3 separate regions of the Mus musculus genome follow, and regions 1 and 2 are each linked to region 3. The links are chromatin contacts, called in public ChIA-PET and Micro-C maps. All regions are on one chromosome and are shown on one strand. Each heading gives the region's core, a stretch centred on a gene start, on an enhancer-like site or on the middle of the called end of the contact. The rest is flanking DNA. Distances are from core to core; before and after follow the strand shown.

The links. A called contact is a pair of places that touch in the nucleus more often than the background predicts. ChIA-PET counts read pairs in DNA pulled down with a chosen protein or histone mark.
Region 1: an RNA polymerase II ChIA-PET map of memory CD8 T cells shows a contact between it and region 3, with 27 read pairs. The contact joins two enhancer-like sites. A contact is called at or near these places in 7 of 484 Hi-C or Micro-C datasets (the AML12 cell line, bone marrow-derived macrophages, macrophages and 2 more), 1 of 115 datasets of contacts at active chromatin or transcription factors (memory CD8 T cells) and 3 of 9 other capture datasets (adipose tissue, liver and pancreatic islet).
Region 2: a contact with region 3 is called in a Micro-C map of the G1E-ER4 cell line. The contact joins two enhancer-like sites. A contact is called at or near these places in 3 of 15 datasets of contacts at CTCF or cohesin (CD8 T cells, the NIH/3T3 cell line and pro-B cells), 32 of 484 Hi-C or Micro-C datasets (the AML12 cell line, B cells, CD4 T cells and 22 more), 9 of 115 datasets of contacts at active chromatin or transcription factors (acute myeloid leukemia, astrocytes, bone marrow-derived dendritic cells and 5 more) and 3 of 9 other capture datasets (adipose tissue, embryonic stem cells and liver).

Annotation. Positions count from the first base shown.
Region 1 is chr5:21,212,035-21,215,927 of GRCm38.p6, reverse strand. The region is part of intron 5 of Gsap (gamma-secretase activating protein); the gene reads right to left. Among named protein-coding and RNA genes, the nearest start is that of Gsap, 28 kb to the right of the region's middle. Within about 2 kb of position 1,832, at least 30 of the 459 cell types and tissues checked have an H3K27ac peak or open chromatin away from gene starts, as enhancers often do. A contact at or near this core is called in memory CD8 T cells, where this site is marked.
Region 2 is chr5:21,253,303-21,257,286 of GRCm38.p6, reverse strand. Gsap (gamma-secretase activating protein) reads right to left here. Exons shown (of 31, transcript NM_175437.3): 17 at 3,848-3,917; 18 at 3,246-3,328. Among named protein-coding and RNA genes, the nearest start is that of Gsap, 69 kb to the right of the region's middle. Within about 2 kb of position 1,651, at least 94 of the 459 cell types and tissues checked have an H3K27ac peak or open chromatin away from gene starts, as enhancers often do. A contact at or near this core is called in CD8 T cells, the G1E-ER4 cell line, effector CD8 T cells and 3 more, where this site is marked.
Region 3 is chr5:21,001,684-21,005,451 of GRCm38.p6, reverse strand. It overlaps Ptpn12 (protein tyrosine phosphatase, non-receptor type 12), which reads left to right. Exons shown (of 18, transcript NM_011203.3): 9 at 37-103; 10 at 2,758-2,835; 11 at 2,934-3,029. Among named protein-coding and RNA genes, the nearest start is that of Rsbn1l, 52 kb to the right of the region's middle. Within about 2 kb of position 2,516, at least 62 of the 459 cell types and tissues checked have an H3K27ac peak or open chromatin away from gene starts, as enhancers often do. A contact at or near this core is called in CD8 T cells, the G1E-ER4 cell line, effector CD8 T cells and 3 more, where this site is marked.

The DNA.
Region 1 (3,893 bases), core at 583-3,082, 210 kb before region 3:
GGCTGGGCGACATCCTGGTCCTCAAACTCAGCCCGAAGGAGGAGCAAGCTGATCTGCCAAACCAAACCTGTGACCCAGGCAGAAACTCGGGCCTGAAGGGGGCTAAGCTGGCATCCTACCTCACTCCTCACCTCCACCCAGACTGCCAGAGGCAAGGCGGGAGAACCAGGCACTCCCCAGTAGCCTAGTCCTTGCTGGCCAGAGAGCACAGTTGTTTCTGCTGCAGCCCTGGAGGGCCAGGCTAGCTATGAGACCCGCAGCCACAGCCCTTCCTGTGGCCTAAGCTCCGACGTCCCGGCTCTGGAGCTCTGGAAGCCTATGGAGACTCAGTCTACTTGGATGTCTGGCTATAAACTGGGTAGGGAGGATGCCCTGTAGACCCTGCGGGCCACATTTGACTCCCTCATCTGTATGTGGAGGACTGTGCTTTTCCTTATTCTCTTTTCTGAGAGGTCTTAAGCAGCCTGGGTGTCTTAGGGTTTTACTGTTGTGCACAGACACCATGACCAAGGCAACTCTTATAAGAACAACATTTAATTGGAGCTGGCTTACAGGTTCAGAGGTTCAGTGCGTTATCATCAAGGTGGAAGGATGGCAACATCTAGGCAGGCATGGCACAGGCAGAGCTGAGAGGTCTACATCTTCATCTGAAGTCAGCCAGTGGAAGACTGACTTCCAGGCAGCTAGGATGAGGGCCATAAGCCCACACCCACAGTGACACACCAACTCCAACAAGGCCATACCTCCTAATAGTGCCACTCCCTGGGCCAAGCATATACAAACCATCACACCAGGATTCAATCACCATAGTTAATGATGGGCTCAAAATGTTTAATCCCTCTGCCTGTACCTGAGGAATGCTGGGGTTAAAGGGGTTTTGTTTAATTTGGGAGGATGTGTTTTGGTTCTGCCCTGGAATCTGGAGTGAGTCTCCTGCCTCAGCTTCTAGGGTGCTAGGCTACTCACCCAGTGTTGTGAGAATGGGGGGGGGGGGACTTTTTTTTTCTTTTTAACATTAGTGTCTTTAATTTTTTGTTTGGGTTTTTTTTTTTAATTTTAAGCAAAAAGTTTATTTAAGCGACAAGACACGACTTGAAGGGGAAACTATCTAGGATCATTTTATTCAAGAGTAATTTATCCCTTCTTAAATCAGATTGCCCTACATGTAACCGCTACGTACAAAAAAGTAATAAAATTGCCCTTGGTTTTACAGTGATAAATGAAAAGCATTAAAATTCTCCAATTGAACAAGGTATGCAAGGATTTTATGCTGTTGGGTTATGCTCTTTTGTTAAAGCAAACTAACTTACTGGAATCTAAGACAAGTGCTGAGTGAGCGTGCTTCTAATGGGGAAAGGTGGATATTTTCACAGAACCAGTCTGTCCCCCACAAACCACCTCCATCTGATGTCAACCAAAATCAGAACACCAGGCGTGTAGTTTACAAAAGAATAAAGAGAGAGAGAGAGATGCTTGTGTACATACTCCTGTTACTTTATGAACAATAAAGAAATGAGGGCAGGGGAATGAAAGAGAAGAGAAAACTATACTGTAGTAGTCAGGATGTGGCAGGACAAAATTGTGGCTTTCTAGTTGAGATTGTATTCTTGGTCTATAACAAGATTCTGGGGGCAAGTAGCAGGTTTTCAGTCTTCTCAGAGGACACCCCTGTCTGCCGTGGGAACACACCGGTCGTCGTATCTTCATCCTCCATTTCTAACTGTGCAGGTGTGTCTGCTTCATTGACTGGATGTCTGCCTCATTGACAAACCCTGTCATTTACAATGGTTTTCATAGGTTTGCTACGTGCTGTCTGCCTCTTAATCAAACTGCACCACAAAAGCATCCTGCCCCACCACCTTCAAATGGCTATGATCGTTGTTCTCAGTCTTGTGTCCTTTCTGACTCCTTCCTTGAGCCGGAAGTCTCCTCAACTTCCTCTTCACAAAAGAGGCCCCAGGTCCACATGGAAGGAGCACACAGGCAGCACCAGGGGCGGCAGAAGAAGGAAGCATTGGAGGCTGTTTTTTCTCCTTTGTGGCAATTTCAAGCATCACGTTGCCCAGATCTCAATCTCTCAATCTGGTGGTTGTTGTTGTTGTTCATTAGAGACCTGTTGTGTACTCATTTCTATCAATGGCATAGTAATAAAATTATTGGTAGAAACTAAGAAAAGAAAGCCTTGAGGGATTTGGGGAGATGAGTCAGTGGGGAAAGTGCTTGATATGCAAGCATAAAGAACTGAGTTCAGATTCTCAGCATCACATAAAACAGGCAGGTATGGCAGTGTTTATGTGTAACTCCAGAGTGGAGACCAGCTGATTCATCTAACTCATGGGCCAGCCAGTGTGGCCAAATCCATGTGCTCTGGGTTCAGTGAGAGCTCCTGACTCACACAGAAGAAAACAGACCTACGGAGGAAGGCACCTGACGTTAAACCATCCTCCACATGAGTTCACACTCCACACTCGTGCAAAAATATTCTTACATGTACACACTCCTTCTGAACACACAAACCACTTGAAAAGGCAAGCAGCATTAAGCTATTATGTTGACTCACAAATATAAACTACAGAATGGAAAGTCAAATGTTTGATGAGTACCATGGTTTATGATGGGGGAAAAAAGAAGAGAAAGAAAGAAAGAAAGAAAGAAAGAAAGAAAGAAAGAAAGAAAGAAAAGCCAAGTGGCAGGACAGCACATCGATTCACAAAGCTGCCTTCCTGTTGACAGGACAAAAGCAATGATGAGTGATCTAGTTTCGTTCTGTTGCTATGACAAACACCATGACTAAATGTGGCTTAAGGGAGGAAAGGTGGCTGTTTGTTTGGCCTACACACCCAAGTCGCAGTCCATCCATGAGGGAAGTCAGGGCAGGAACTCAAGCAAGACCTTGAAACAGAAACCACTGACAAAGGCTGCTTGCTGACTTTTCAGAGGCTCATACTTAACTAGATTCTTGTATAGCCCAGAACCACATGCCTAGGGAATGGTGCCACCCATGGTGGGATGGGCATTCCTGCACTGATTAACAGTCAAAAGGATCCCCCCACAGACACATCCACAGCTCAATCTGATTTGGACAATCCCTTAACTGAGAATCTTTTCTCAGTTGACTCTAGACTATGTCACCCTGACAGTGAGGAACTGTGGGAATCTGCTTGGTACCTAAAACATGGCTCCAGAAATAAGAAAGGCATTTGGTGTTGAAGAGAGTCAAAAAGAAAAATAGAATAAAAATATTGTGAAAATTGAGAACAAGAAGGGAAAACAATTTTCCTACTAAAACTAAATTATTACACAGACATTCTAACTGCATGAAAAACCCACCATTTGTGGGAAGCCAGGGAAAACTATAGAAAGAAAAATAAGGAATCACCCTATATCTGGCTTTTACAGCATGAATCCAACTGTCTCCAACTATCATTTAAATTATTTTATTCTCAATAGTATGAACCATCTTCCTCCACTAATCTCCAGGCCAGGCATTTAAGCAGTACCACTACCATAAATGTGGGAGTCAACCACTACCAACAGGAATGTCTCTGAATAATAATAGGCATGTCCTTCCCAGTGGAGATCTTGAGATAAACCACAGTTCCTTGGAATACGTATTCATCTGTCCTAATGGCATGAAGACTCTGGGGAATCTTTATGACAGTGGGGTTCCAACACAAGTGGCTACCCCAGATGCTGCCCAAGAAAGATCTACTGTATCCGGTGTCAAATGCAGCCCTACAAAGAAGACACAGAATTGACCCTGGGGCCTTTTCCTATGGAAGATCATTTTCTAAACAAACATCAACTATACAATGACCAAGGAAAGAGGGTGCTGGTAAAAGCTGACTATACAGTATGTGGATCAGAGAATCTTTTACTTGAAGTATGTTATA
Region 2 (3,984 bases), core at 402-2,901, 250 kb before region 3:
AGGGAGGATGGGAGCCTCTGGCAGGGAATGCAGAGGCAGACTGTACAACACTGAAGTCTCTCTAGTATCAGTAATTCGGGGGTTACAGCACTTCCTGTGTGATGACCTCTACTTTAAATAACTTCCTAGTACAAAAATAATAGAAGAGTGTGTCTCTTGCTTTGGAAAAGTAAATGTTCTGGTTTTGTTTTGTTTTTTTGTGGGGTTTTTTTTTGTTTGTTTGTTTGTTTGTTTGGTTGGTTTTTTGTTTGTTTTTTGTTTTGCTAGTTTGTTTGTCTGGTTCTTTTGGTTTTTTGTTTTGGGGGGATTTGGAGTTTTGTTTTGTTTTAGGTTTTTCTTTTTTGTTTTCTTTCTTGGTCGTTAGTTTTTTTTTCTTTTCTTTTTTTGAAAGGGTTTCTCTGTGTAGCCCTGGCTGTGTCCTGGAATTCACTCTGTAGACCGGGCTAACCTCTAACTCAGAGATCCACCTGCTCTGCCTCTCCAGTATTGAGATTAAAGGTATGTGCAACCACCCAAGGTGGTTAATATTGATTCTCACCTCTGACAGGTCTATGAGGCATAAACTAACTGGGTGGATTGAGGTGGGAAGACCAGCGCTACATGCAGTCATCACCCTTTCTTGTGGGTACTGATTGAACAGACATGGAATCCAGTGGGGCCGAAGCACTGATCGCTCCCTAACTTCTGGCTGGGGTGCAGTATAGCCAGATGTCGCCACCATGCTTTCTCTGCCTCAAAGGATTGGATGGGAGAACAGTGGGAAAATTCCCCTTCTCTCTTAAACCAATTCTTGTGGGTTTTTGGTTTTTTTTTTTTACAACAACAACAAAAAAGTAACTTATGCAAGTTCTAAATAGCATTTTCAAATGTACAATAGTAACATTTAAAATAACTAAAATTATAATGCACAATTTAGAATTAGCTACAAGCAAGAATACTATCTAGTATTTTATTTAACAGTATGGAAGGCCATTGAAATGTATAGACTTTGGGTTCAATTAAATTCAGTGTATGGGTTTTTTGGTGTTTATTTGTTTTTGTTGTTGTTTTAGTTTTTTACAATAGTCTTTATTTTAAAAATTCAGTTGCTGGTAAGTGTGGCGCTAGCCATCTGTGGTCCAAATGAGAGGCTTCTAGGCTAGCCTGAGCTAAATAGTAAATTCTTTGTCTCAAATTTAAGAAAAAAAAAAATCCAAGTCAATCTTTTCATCTGGATGTGAGAACTTGCTGCTTCCTGTTGTAGCAAGTGTTAGGGATGATTGTGACTAGAGAAGGGTAATACTTGCATCATTGCTAAAGACGAATATAAACGCACAGAGCCTTTTAAGGGAACTTATTCCAACCACAAAAAGGTTTAAAGCCACTTGGTAAACCCCAAGATAAGTCTACTATGTGGAGGTTATAACTGTGGGTTTCTCTACATTTTCTTGTGGGACTTCCTGGTGCGTTATGTGTATATCCACAAAGTCTCCTGGGCCCCAGAGAGTCTTGAGGAATAAACAAATGATTCTCTGCCCATTGGCATGGTGGCTCACACAGCAGCCGGGTAAGAACACTGCCCAGGGACCACTGCTCCCAACTCTGCCTCTCCACACCTCAGTCACAGGACAGAAGAGCAGTGGGTAACACCCAGAGGGCCCTGAGGTGTGTATTTCCTGACCCGATGGTGTAACTTGCTGGCTTCCTGCCACAGAACCACACTCTGCCCACACAGTCCTAAGTTGTCTAAAAGAAAGACAAAGTGGGTGCCTAGAAAAAGGAGAAACCCGGTCTTACCCTTGCAATTTTACACCGTAGCAAAGAAATCTATTAACTATAATCCAAAAAAAACAAGCAGAGAAGGCCTTCGGGAAATCACTACTATTATAAGTATCAAAAATTTAGAAATTAGTCAAACAACTGTGTACGGCGGTACACGCTTGCAATCCCAGCACTTGGGAATGAGGGGCAGATGGATCAGGGATTTAAGATTGTCCTCAGCTACACAGGCAATTGATGCAGGCCAGGCATATATGAGCCCATGTCTTAAAACAAAAAGAAAACAAAAAAATTTAAGTATATCAAATGCATTTGAATATTTCTCTCTTTTTTTTTTTCTTTAGACAGGGTCTCACTACTATGTAGTCCAGGCTAACCTCCACCTGAAGATCTTCCTGCCTGCATCTCCTGAGTGCCGAATTACAAGCATGCTCTTTATATGCCTCTTAAGCAAAATACAAAGTGAAAAGTGTCACAATTTAGTATGTATTTCCCAATGTCTGTTGCCTAAATTAAATGTAATGCTCTGAATACCTTCTTAATATACCTCCTGCTTCATGACCAAGCACACTACTCCACCATCTACCTGAAAGGGGAAGAGGCAGGTGCTGCAGGCCGCCTCTCACAGAACAGCACTCTAGTGCATCACCGCCTACCGTAAAGGCGTCTAGACCAACAGGAAGCATCACTTTGCTTCGCCCTGAAGCTTTTGAGTTGCCTAATTTTCTTTATAAATCTTTATAAAAAACAAGAAAAGGGGTCCCAAAAGTCAAACTGTACCAAGTATTACCACAGTGGTCTAGCTATTACTCATTCATAAAACCTATTAAATACTTGAAACTGGTGAATGAAGGAGTAAAAGTGTCCTTTTATAAAATATGATCACTGAGGTTCTGTTCTGCCTGCCAGAAGAGTGACAGCCACCCTGTGTCTGCCACATCAAGCCTATTGCTTTATGTAAATACTTCCAGCCAATGGAAGAGAGTTACTGCGGACAGAGCATCCTTGGCCAAGGGGCTTAGTGGCACAAGTGAATCAGATTTGGCTTTTAAAAAATTTTAGATTTTGAAATCCTTCATATACATGAGGTCTTTTAGTGAGAAAAGAGAAATCTAAACATGAAATGTCTTTCAAAACACACACACACACTTTAGAAATATGCCTTTGAGTGTTCCCAAAGCATCCAACTTTTACTAACACAATAATACTCCTTTTGCATATGCATTTCAGAATATATGCATGTATGTATATAGGATTTTACCACATAGGATAAATTTTTCATATGTGGCACCATATTAACCTTTAAAATGCTCCAGATTTTACAGCAGTTAGATTTTGAGTTTTCTGGTTGTTTATACCCATCTGACAAGAAATTTCACTTCAGCTGCTTGTCAGTCAAAACAGAAGTGAAATTATAAAGCTGGTCACCGTAACAGGAATGATCTCCCCCTTCCCACAGTGGTGAGCACCGAGATTTTGTCACTTACTGTGTTCCAAGTCAGCACAGAGGAGTATTGTAGGAGCATGCCCATGTCGTCCAGCTCTGCATACACACTCCAATAGGAGGAAGCTGAGACATTAGAAACAGAGAAGTCGGCATAGTGATTTAACCAAATCCAGCAAACCGTGAGTTCTCACCACCTCATTCATGTCTCTGGGGGTTAACCATTATGATTTTATCTACAGCTTAAAATGTTCAGGTGCTCCTTTTACAATGAGAATAGCATTTTTCAATCATTTGGTTCTGTTTCCACACAGATGACATGATGCCAGTCATACATAGCCAACCAATATAAAACCAGGCTAAGAAAGATGCATTTTACTGAAATTTTTGTTAATAAGGTTATAGAATCAAAATCTGATCTTTATCTCATTGGTCTCTGGAAACCACAACTTTTTGCAAAATCCACAAGAGAATGAAATTTCATTAGCCACTGATTGCAATGAAGTTAAAAAAAAACAAAAAACAAAAAAAAAAACAAAACCTCCTAATCAGCATTTTGACAGAAGCACTCATTATCAACTTACTGATTTCCCTCAAGCGAAGGGTTGAACATACAGCTTACAGTGCAGCATCAGCAACACTTACCAATTAGAAATTCTTGAATGAGGTCAAATGAATGGCAAGCAGAGACATGCTCCGAAATCCACTGGATAATCTTTAAAAAGAAAGGCCACTCTGTTGGCTTTTAAATCTGTACTATGTCCCACCAAAATAATACAAAA
Region 3 (3,768 bases), core at 1,267-3,766:
ACAACAAATTTTTTTTCTCAAACTTTGTTCCCTTAGTGCAGGCTGTGGACGAACAGGTGCTATTTGTGCCATAGATTACACGTGGAACTTACTGAAAGCAGGGGTAAGAATGCCTTTTATATAGTATCATATTCAGTTTATTGTTATGTTAAATTTATAGTGTAGGTTTTTTGGTTTTTGGTTTGTTTTGGTTTTTTAGATATACTATATTTCTAGAATTAGTCTTACCATATAAAGAGCAATGTGGGTAAGTGTAAATGTTACAGCTGCCTTGAAACTATGAACTGCAAACCAGGGTGGGGTTTGTTTTCCACTGAGTGAATTCTTTCATGTGTAGTGTTTAAGAGTGCTGACCCCAGGGCCAAAGTGCCTAGAATCAATTCTGGGCTTGTAGTTCACTACCCATGGCATTTTAGTTGTGACAGTTGCTGTCAGCATTGTAGTTTCTACCTGTTATTTCCATTAAATTGTGTTTGAAACTGTGGAAGACACAAGGATCAGAGTCCCTTCTCTGAATGTGTATGTGTATGTTTCTTGTATATGTTTCTTTTGCTAGTTCTATACTATGTTCATTTTCTCTGTGTTATAGGCAAACTTTATCTTTCATAGCTTGAAATTTGCTATGAATATGTCAGTCAGCATTTTGTTAAAAAAAAAATAGGTTCAATGCTTAGTTTTCCTTTTACATCATCTTTTTCCCCCTACCATTGCTGTCCATCTGTCCAAGTCTCCTCTCCCTCCCCACCCCCCCAAGGCAAGAGCAAGTTTTAAATAATTCTTAAATAATCTCTCTGGGATAAAACTTCATTTTTATATTCCCCTAAGACTAATCTTTTTCTAATATGAAACGTTTTTCAATGAAAAAAATTGACTAGACTGCGCTCTTCCCAGTTGTTTATGTTTGGTTGGTTGGTTGGGGTTCTTTGCGGGGAAGGGGGATGAAACACAGGGTCTCACTATTTGGTTCTGGCTTCAGAGACAGACAGACAGACAGAGGCAGAGAGACCAGGCTGACCTTGAACTCAGAGATCCTCCTGCTTCTGCCTCCCAAGTTTTTGGATTAAAGGAATGTGACACTGTGCCTGTATCTCATTTGTAACATAAAAGTAAGAAATTACAGGACTAGATTGATGACCTAGCAGTAAAGAGCACTTCCTGCTCTTGCCTGGGACCAGAGGTCAGTTCCAGCACCCACACCATGACACATCCTGAAACATAACTTTCAGGATAGCCAAGGCCTTCTGACCTCTGCAGGCAAGCATCTGGTGCACATACATACTTATATATGTAGATAAAACACATAGAAATATATATGTACTTGGGAGAGGATAGTGCTTAGACAGGGCTTCACTGTAGCTTTGACTGTTGTAAAATTCTGTAGACCAGGCTGGCTTCGAACTCACAGATTCACCTGGCTCTGCCTCCCACGTGCTGGGATTAAAGGCGTGCCGCACCACCTCACAGCATAAATGAATATTTTTAAACTCCAAAACTAAAACTGGAAAAGGAAGAGATAGAAAAGGGAGAGATATTAAAATACTAGCAAACAAAATTTGGGAAAAAGTTTCAGAATATTTTAAGTATTTGTTTGAAACATCACTAAAGTTGTTTATTATAGTCCCCACTTGATTGAATTTATCTTAACATAACTATAAACCTAGAGCTTAGCTGGAACTGGATATAAAAATGCTTTTTAGCCGGGCGTGGTGGCGCATGCCTTTAATCCCAGCATTCAGGAGGCAGAGGCAGGTGGATTTCTGAGTTTGAGGCCAGCCTTTTCTACAGAGTGAGTTCCAGGACAGCCAGAGCTATACAGAGAAACCCTGCCTCGAAAAACCAAAAAATAAAAAAATAAATTAAAAAAAATGCTTTTAATGTCTCTCGAGACTACAGCTTAAAATCATTCTTTGCTTGTCAGTCTTCCTCATGGCTCCAGAATGTTTCTCTCAGACAACCAAATCCTACTCACTTCTTCCTGGTTCAGACTGCCGTCTTTCCTGGAGTAGAGTTGGGAGGTACAGACATACCTCAGTGTGGACTGGATACGCTGTGCGTGTGTCTTTACAGAGACGAGCCTGCGGGTCTGCCTTAGCTCTTTCACTTGTGTCGTGCATGGCCGTGGCCAAGGACACAGAGGCCTAGAAAGTAAAGTCAAATTCTTTATCTTAGGCTTTATCCATATTCAACGTCTTAGTTCTCCGAGTAATCAGTTTCCCATGATTTTGTCAGAATAACCTTTTATTCACACTTATGTGTTCATGTGCGTGTCAGTATGGTGTGTGTATGTGTTCATCTGTGCACTGGTATATGCACCAGCAAGTGGTGGTCAGAGGTTGACTTTCTGGCTCTTTTACACCATAGTTTCTGTGTTAATGTCTCTTGGTAAACTAGCACTGGGGTTTCAGGCCCCAGCGCCACACCAGCATTTATGTCAGTTCTGTGGAACTGCAGCCAGGTCCTCATACTTATTTACATGAGCACTTCCCTGACTTGAGCCGTCTTTCTCACCCCTTCAGAACTGTGTAATTTTTCCCCCACCTATCAGTTTTTTGTGGTCTCTGTGTTTCCTGCATGGGCTAGTCACATTCTGCTGCGTGATTCTGAGGACCGGATACGTGCATCTGCAGCACTGTCTGTCTTTGTCTGATAGCTAGAGCGCAGTAAATACTTGCAGTTATCCAGCCTGTATCTAAGGTCTGTGTGAAAACTTGGAGGGTATTTTACTATTTTCTGATAATGTTATATTCTTTGTTTTAGAAAATTCCAGAGGAATTTAATGTATTTAATTTAATACAAGAAATGAGAACACAGAGGCACTCGGCAGTACAAACAAAGGTAGAGTTGGTTTTTCTCTTTGTAAGTTATATTTTTGTAAGTGTTTCTCCTTGGATGCTCCTCACTGTCTCGTACTTTATCATTTCTCTTTATAATAGGAGCAGTATGAACTTGTTCATAGGGCTATTGCTCAACTGTTTGAAAAACAGCTACAACTGTATGAAATTCATGGAGCACAGAAGATCGCTGATGGTGTAAGTGTTCTTGGCTCACTAGCCTTGGCAGACTTGCGATCTTGTGCTGTAGGTGGGTGAGGTGGTCTGAAAAAGGAGTTTCGGTTTGGGGTTTTTGGGGAGGTGGAGCTGGGGGTTCAAGACAGGGTTTCTCTGTATAGCCTTGACTATCCTGGAACTCAACTCTGAAGACAAGGCTGATCTTGAATTGAGAGATCCCCACCTCTGCCTCCCAAGCGCTGGGATTAGGCGTATGCAATGACTGCCTGGCTCACAGGAGTTAACTTTTATCTGATGTGGGTCACTAACTCACTTTACTTTTTATCAGTTACGGTCCAGAGTTAGTGATTCAAACTGAATAAGTAAAATTTAAAAGGATCTTATGTCAAAGTCTACATTCACTATTGTTTCAAGTACAAACTACCTTTAAAAACTTAACTGCGTTACTGCTCTCACCCTTAACTACGTAATTGTACGTTGAGTTTAACTGAAATTTATTTTGGCGTGGCAGTATAACATTTTGTAGGTTTTTGCATGTACTCCATTGCTTGTTTGTATTGTAAGACAATCTTGCTATGTAGTCCCGGCTGTTGGAGGTTCTCTTGCCTCGGCCTCCTTGAGTACTGGGATGTAATATATATACATGCTCTTTAAGAACAGTCATAGGGGACTGGAGAGATGGCTCAGTGGTTAAGAGCACTGACTGCTCTTCTGAAGGTCCTGAGTTCAAATCCCAGCAACCACATGGTGGCTCACAACC